Linked DNA regions of Oryctolagus cuniculus: region 1 is linked to region 2. Evidence: chromatin contacts called from public Hi-C data. All regions are on one chromosome and are shown on one strand. Each heading gives the region's core, a stretch centred on a gene start, on an enhancer-like site or on the middle of the called end of the contact. The rest is flanking DNA. Distances are from core to core; before and after follow the strand shown.

Region 1 (3,901 bases), core at 760-3,259, 720 kb before region 2:
ACTTTACAAATTGACACTCCTGTTTATGGCATCAGTAATCTCCCTATGCACCAGTCATGAGTTTCCAAGGCTATGGAAGCCTTTTGAGTTCACTGACTCTGATCATATTTAGACAAGGTCATAGTAAAAGTGGAATTTCTCTCCTCCCTTCAGAGAAAGGTACCTCCTCACAAATGTTCTTTGACATATTTTGTGACGCAATCAGGGTACAGAAAGAGGCAAATCTAATCTAGTGGTTAAATGTCTTGCCATTGGGGTTAGAGGGAACCACATTCAAATGACACCTTTCTATTTGAGGTGAATTCTTGTTAACTTATACAAGATATTCATTTTACCTGATACTTCCCTCATGTGGAAAATTAGCATAATATAACCTATTTCAAGGGTAACTGTAATGATTGTATGTATATGTGTATGTGTGTGTGTGTGTGTATACACAAATTACAAAACTATAACCCTGTGTATGTACGTGTATACACACTGTAACCCTACATATATAAAATTATATATATAATACATATATATATAATCTAGTACAATGTTTTCCATATAGTACAACCGTAGTGAAAGGTTTAAGAACCAAAGCAAAGCATGTCAAATGGCTGGTTTAGAGGAGACATGACATAAACTGATTCATTACACAGAGACAGAGTTCCCTGACCATGACTTCAGATTGTGTCAAGAACTTCATTATCATGCTATAGATTATGACTTTTGGTAAAACAGTACAGAGATATGATTCTCTCTCTAATAAATATGTTTATGAATGAAAAGATAAACTAGATCCAATCCTTTAGACAGACAGAAGAATTAGAGGAAGCAGTCTCTAAGTAACTTAGAATATTCTAATAGATCACAGGTCCAGAGCTGGAAGATTTATGAACTGGTTCCATAGCTATTTCTCACTAACTGTATGGTTGGATAAATTACTATTGGTTGGATGGGAGGAACTAGTAATCCTAGACCTTCTCTTTTGCTAATTAGGGATTTTCCTGTTAACATATATCTCATATCAGCAAGTGCTATTTACAGGACTATTACCACACTAGACTAGAAGATATTCCAAATGATAAACTGTATCTCATTTAACACGGTGTCCCTCGTCCCTCTTGTATAGGGGAGAATGTTGGTTGAACATATCAGCATCATGAATGAGAAGAGATACAGTTAATTTAACACATGTATTATAATAGGAATCAGATCATTCATATCTCCCTCTATGCCTTTTTTTTTTTTTGGCAGGCAGAGTTAGTGAGAGAGAGAGAGACAGAGAGAAACGTCTTCCTTCTGTTGGTTCACCCCCCAAATGGCTGCTACGGCCGGTGCGCTGTGCCGATCCAAAGCCAGGTGCCAGGTGCCTCCTCCTGGTCTCTCATGCAGGTGCAGGGTCCAAGCACTTGGGCCATCCTCCACTCTCTTCCTGGGCCACAGCAGAGAGCTAGACTGGAAGAGGAGCAACCAAGACAGAACTGGTGCCCCAACTGGGACTAGAACCCGGGGTGCAGGTGCCGCAGGTGGAGGATTAGCCAAGTGAGCCACTGCAGCGGCCCCTTTATGCCTTCTTACCCATATCCTCTTCTATCTTTCCACTCCTCTAAACTGTACAGTTGAGACCAGAATATAAAGCCTTTTTGTGTGTAGGACCAGAGGAAACTCATACAAACGGAGCATGTGAGAAATTTAGGCCTTCCATAACCATGAAGCTGCTTGTCATAATGGAACAACACAGGACTTGCAGGCAGATTGTCTGATTTAAGTACAACCCAACCCTACAATTTCTATTTCTATACCTTAGGCAGATTAATTAACCTCTCTGAGTCTTAGATTCTCCCTGTAATATGGGGATGATACTATCTGAATCAGAGGGTTATAATAAACACTAATGTATATAACACACATTGCAGACAATGTAGACTGCCTACCTAACAACCACTTATACCCTTCTGCATTCTAAATAGAAACAGTTGGGGTCTTTCTCTCTTGAAGCCTTCCTGCTGGCTGCTGCAGCAGGTTTCTGACGTCAATAATCTTGCCTTGTTCATTGGAAAGGAAGGAAGGAGGGAAGGAGGGAAGAAGGGAAGGAGAGAAGGGAGGGAGGGAAGGAGGGGGGAAGATATTGGGGCAGTTATCCTAATAATTTGACAGATATAATTTTATAACCATAAAACCAAAATATAACTGGTATTTTCTCACCTTTCTGAATGTCTAAATACGAACTAAATGTCCATTGTAAGCCTGATTTCACCAGAATTGTGTGCCACTTGGATAAGTAAATTTTGTCCTTAATGACTTTTCTTGTTTGACATTTTGTCTTGCTCAGGTACCTACTAGCTTCACATTTTCTTCTGTTACATCAGGGTCCTTCCAACACACAGAAAAGATCTTTTTAAAAAATATTTATTTATTTGAAAGGCAGAGTTACAGAGAGGCAGAAGCAGAGGCAAAGAGAGGTCTTCCACCTGTTGGTTCACTCCCCGGATGGCCTCAATGGCTGGAGCTGAGCTGATCTGAAGCCAGGAGCCTGGAGCTTCTTTTGGGTCTCCCATGTGGGTGCAGGAGCCCAGGGATTCAGACCATCTTCAACTGTTTTGCCAGGCCATAGCAGAGAGCTGGATCAGAAGTAGAGCAGTCAAGACTTGAACCAGTGCCCATATGGGAAGCCAGCACTGCAGACGGCAGCTTTACCTGCTATGTCAAGGGCTGGTCCTACACAGGAAAGATCTTGAAAGGTACCTCCAGGATGATCTTAAATGGCTGCAAACAGTCTGAAAGAGTTTCCTAAGCTAGGGCAATGACAAAAGGCATTGCAGCACTTTTCAACAAATATGAAGCACGAACAGTGGAATTGTAGGCATCAGCAGTGGATAGAGTGGTGTTATTTTGGGCAGTGGGTCATGCAGGCACTCCTGAAGTCATATGTTGTAGGCGTTTGACTGTTCTTTTGGCAAGCCAAGCCAACTCTGGTTGCTGCTTCTACACACTCTACAAACACTTGCATCTGCCTGGACATGCAGATCAAATGGCACAGAAATTGGGAGAGAGGGCATTAAACACATGGTTTTGTACTTCTTTTTTATCATTGCACCTATTTCTCCCCCGTCTCTCTGTAGTTACATTCTGGTCCTCTCTGTCTCTGTCCCTCTGTCTCTGTCTCCCTGTGTGTGTCTCTCTCTCCACCTGTCTTATTTCCCTCCTTCATTCTCTGACTTTCCTTTGTAGCTGCTTTAATAAACTGATATTTTCTGGATTTTTCTACAAAACTGCCTTGGGGCACTTCAAGAAATACCTTTCCAGCTCCCTGTTTTGATTACTCCAAATAGGCATACACAGCTGGCCCTTTTTCTTTTTGAGTAAAACCACAATCCACTCAGCAAATCACTGCTTTTCATTTTGCTGGCTGCAGGGAGAAAGGATCAGATAGGCGAGATGAGGATGTGGAAGGGGGGATGGGAAGATAATGACAGATCTGATGATAATTAATATTTTCTGTGTCTGAATAGTGAAAGTCTCATCCAAGTCCCCAGCCAAGCCCAAGTAACACTCTTGGTGTGTGGGTTTAAGTGCTCTGCAACCAGGCATGCTGAGGCTGGTTAGAGGGAGTGATGCTGTATAGGTGGAATTTTGTGGTTTTCTTTTGTTATTATTACTGAGTAAACCATGCATAGCTAAAAAGGAAACTTTAAATCAACCTACTCTCATGGTGAATTAATGTATTGGGTCTGAGTTACCTACCCCATAATTTAAATTGTCAGAAAGTTTATGTATTAATTATTAAAAGCTTAGAGTTTCCTTGACCATTCATTTTCATTTTTGTATAAAACCTCAATTATTTGTTCCTCATGTTTTTACTATTTTTTTTTTCAAAGCAATGAAACATCCCACATCTGACTGACTCGAGATA
Region 2 (4,080 bases), core at 1,521-4,020:
TGTGTCTGAAGAAATCCATCAGGTCCAAAACAAAATGCGCCCTATGGCTCATGTTGGAAACATCGAATTATCTCGGAGTAGAGGATTTGTGGGTGGGCTGTTGGGACTATGTGGGAAGGTCACTTCACATCACAGCCCTCTTGGTAGGAGGTAGAGAGGGACGGGAACCAAGGGCTTGTGGTTTGGAGTTTTTGCCAAACGGCTCCTGTTTCTCCAAAGACTTCTGGAGGTGGGCGCAGTATAACTTTTTCCACTTCTCAGCCATACCATTGTCAGTCACCTAAGAATATTTAATGCTCTGGCAGAGGGAGCTAGTGAGGTGGCCTCCATTACCTCTTGTCTTGACGTCAGTGAGGGACTGGTTCCCTGTGGCTGTCTAATGTGAAATAATTCAGCATTTGTACTCCAATTAAAATTCATGGGTATATATTATTAAATGGTACTGACTCATTCCATGGCTTCTTCTCAACTGAGTAAGTGCCAAAAATGTTGCAGAGACGTTAATAATGAAGATTCCATTAAAACTGAGATTTCCTGGTCAAACAGTAATTCAGGGCCATGAAGAAAGCATTTCTCATGTCCAAACTGTCCCACTGTCCTGTGTCTGTCTTCTGAAGAAGAAACCCAGGTCAAGAATCTTTCTGCCTTTGAGAGAAAGGAAAATGCTACCATAACTAGAATCCTCTTTTCCTTTTGTGAACTTCATGAAACCACCACTGGGCACAAGTTATGAGCCCCAAAATGGAGCTAAGTCACATTGAATTATGCAATCCATATTCAATATTACTCAGAGGACAGAAGGGGGAATAAGCCATCTCTCATCACTTAGCAGGAAAATAAAAGAGGAAAAAGAATTTTCTTGGGGCTGGTGTTGTGGTGTAGCTGCTAAAGCCACCCCCTGTGATGCCTGCATCCCATATGTGTGACGGTTTGCGTCCTGGCTGCTCCACTTCCCATCCAGATCCTTACTAAGGTGCCTGGGGAAGCAGTGGCTTGGGCCCCTGCCATCCACACGGAATATCTGGAAGAAGCTCATGGCTCCTAGCTTCTGTCTGGCCCAGCCTGGCCATTGCAACCATCTGGGCAGTGAACCAGCAGACAAATGATCTCACTCTATCTCTCCCTCCCTCTCCTTCTTTGCAACTCTGTCCTTCAAATAAATAAGAGGAATCTTTTAATAAAACGTAGGAGATGGGATGGTTTGTGGGTGGGAGGGTGATTACCGGGGGAAGAACCGCTATAATCCAAAAGTTGTACTTTCAAAATTTATATTTATTAAATAAAAGTTTTCTATTAAAAAAGGTATTCTTGATTTTTCAAAACTCAAACTTTTTTCTTAACATCAATTTATACTTTTTAAGGATTTATTTATTTATTTGAAAGTCAGAGTTACACAGAGAGAAGGAGAGAGGTCTTCCATCTACTGGTTCACTCCCCAATTGGCTGCAATGGTTGCAGCTGCGCCAATCCAAAGCCAGGAGCCAGGAGATTCTTCCGGGTCTCCCACACGGGTGCAGGGGCCCAAGGACTTGGGCCATCTTCTACTGCTTTCCCAGGCCATAGCAGAGAGCTGGATTGGAAGTAGAGCACCCAGGACTCAAACTGGCACCCATATGGGACGGCTTTACCTGCTACGCCACAGAGCCGGCCTCTATACTTTTATATTTAATAGGCCTGGGTGCATGGCTGAGGGAGAAATGCTCCAGGAGTTTTCTTCTCCTCTCTGACTCAAAAGACTGAACATGCAGCTACATATGGATGTTCTGAGCTGAGTAGCTGAAGGCAATCACTTTGAAGTTTTCCGTTTCTTCATTTGCAAAATGGGCATTATGATCTGTGCCCAGTATATTTTCCAGACTCCCTACCAAATCAATAAGCTCCATGTTAGACACATTTGAAAAGCAGTTGAAAACAACAGTGCTGCGTACTGCAGGCTTTTGACACAAGGAAGAGGTAGTCAGCGAAACAAATGGGAGCTCCCCAAGAGACACAAACGAAGAGTATTGGACATAAAGACAGGGCTGTTTAGCATGGAGTGGCTCTTGTACATGCAGCACTTTTGCATGAATCAGAGAAATGCTCCCCTACTGAAGAGACCCAGGCCTGCACACTGCCGTGGAAGTACCATCTTGGAACACATACTGAAAAGCATCCCTTCCTGTAGGTGGAGGATGCCCAGTGCCGGGATCCCAGCCCCCATATACCCATGCCAAGCATTCATGCACAACCCAATTCAACAGCCCTGGCCGTAGCCCTACTTCTGCCTGCCCCAATTCTGGAGCCATAGGATCAACTTTGATCCTAAGCTTGCTTACACAGAGAAAGATAAAAATGAATGGTGATTTCTATGGCCTCTTTCAGCTCTAAGATCTACAAAAATCCTATTGGGCCTTTACCATTCTTCTATCAAAGATGAATTAGCACAGACTGTAATTTCTGAGCTTAATTTTTTAAAGTCATCCAATGATACTCTATAAATTTTTAAATGAAATAGTGCATGGTTTGATGTGAATCAGATTAAAAAGTAAATGTTTTGGTATATACATGATGCTCAGGTGTAAAGCAACATGGTTAACCTGCAGAACAGGAAGACCAGCTCTGCATTGTCAGCAAATGGCACAAGAGGTGGAAGTAACACAACGACGCCCATTGAGGCTTTCACCCGCTTTCTGTGGGACTGAATATCAGAATCAGCGCTGCGGTATCTGTCTCCCAGAGCACCCACTGCACCAAGGAAGCAGGCACTGCAAGGAGCTTCTGACTGTTTTCCTTGTTGATGCCTTGTTGCCAGAAAACAGAAATCAGATCCTTGCCCAGGTTCTCCTATCAGCAAGTCTGAGTGCCAGCAAGCTCTTCACAACAGCAGAGCAAACAAATAGCAATCCACCTTTTTAAAGCTCAGAAATGTCTTGCTGTAAGACTGAGTGCAAAGTTTTAAAATCACATACACATACAACGAAGTCATTCACAACTCTTGAAATGTTAGCAGAAACGAAGTTGTTCGTATTACGCCTATTTCTAAACCTAGTTTCGGTTTTGAACTTTATATGTTTCGTTTTGTATTTTCAGCAAGAATAAGGGCTTCTGGGAACAATGACCACCAAGTAAGTCATTTTCAGAGAAGGAAACTGAAGCTCACAAAGAGAAACAAGGTAGCTCCAGGTCACATAGCAGGGCGTATTTGATAGGGCTGGGATTATCATTGAATGCTCTTTCCACTCTCCCATGATGAAAATGTCACCAGAAGGTTTGGTGGAAAACAGATGGCACAATAAATCACTGCAACAGAATTTTCCAGTTTCAAAAGATGAATGTTTTTCCCACTAACTGAGATCACAAGCGGCAGAAAGATCTCACCTCCACCACTGCCCATCACAGAGGCAGGATCTCCCAGGGCTCCCCTGGGCTAGACCCACGCCAGCCCCTGCGACAGTCTTCCCGGAGTCCTCCTTAGGATACACAGCAAGAAGCACACACTCTGGTTTTTCAGCCCTCCTTGCTGACCACATCTGCTTCCTCCAAAGCAGTGCCCCTACCTCCCTCGGACCCCAAGTGCCTGCCAGCGGAACCAGCCACGGGCCAGTGTTGCTCCCAGGTTGTCCCAAAGGCTCCAGTGGAATCACACAAATCATCACCCAAAGACAAAGCAAACACTGAGGAGCAGAAAAATGAACACCAAGTTTTAAAATAAGCCTCCCTTTTATTACACAAATCAGACACAAGCACGAACCTGTGTGCTGGAGAGCAGCAATGAGCAAGGGTTGCCAAACTATATGCAAATGAAGATAGGCACCAGAAATCCATTTTTATTATTTAAATCCAAAACATCCCTGTTCATCACTGGACACCACTCACAGGCAACCTGGCAGCAGTGCCATGATCTTGGCAATTCAAGGGTTTTCTTGCAAAGCCACTGGGGTGAAAGAACATGCTACTTCAACCCCTACATGACCAACCGGTTTAAAGAAACAACTCACAGAGCAGGTCCTTCCCAGATCACTGTTGGGGGTGCACCAATCTTCCGGTGAAAGGGGATTCGAATCCCCAACAGTCCACCGAGGCCCGGGAGGAACTGGGGGC

The links. A called contact is a pair of places that touch in the nucleus more often than the background predicts.
Region 1: a contact with region 2 is called in a Hi-C map of an unstated tissue, with 3 times the contacts expected there. The contact joins two enhancer-like sites. A contact is called at or near these places in 3 of 6 Hi-C or Micro-C datasets (ear pinna, skin fibroblasts and an unstated tissue).

Annotation. Positions count from the first base shown.
Region 1 is chr4:90,347,214-90,351,114 of mOryCun1.1, reverse strand. All of the region lies in intron 4 of TPRG1 (tumor protein p63 regulated 1), which reads left to right. Among named protein-coding and RNA genes, the nearest start is that of TPRG1, 110 kb to the left of the region's middle. Within about 2 kb of position 2,009, at least 1 of the 8 cell types and tissues checked has an H3K27ac peak or open chromatin away from gene starts, as enhancers often do. A contact at or near this core is called in ear pinna, where this site is marked.
Region 2 is chr4:89,631,586-89,635,665 of mOryCun1.1, reverse strand. P3H2 (prolyl 3-hydroxylase 2) reads right to left here. Exons shown (of 15, transcript XM_002716510.5): 15 at 3,681-4,080. All of the region lies in intron 1 of LOC127482915 (a long non-coding RNA gene), which reads left to right. Among named protein-coding and RNA genes, the nearest start is that of P3H2, 170 kb to the right of the region's middle. Within about 2 kb of position 2,770, at least 2 of the 8 cell types and tissues checked have an H3K27ac peak or open chromatin away from gene starts, as enhancers often do. A contact at or near this core is called in ear pinna, where this site is marked.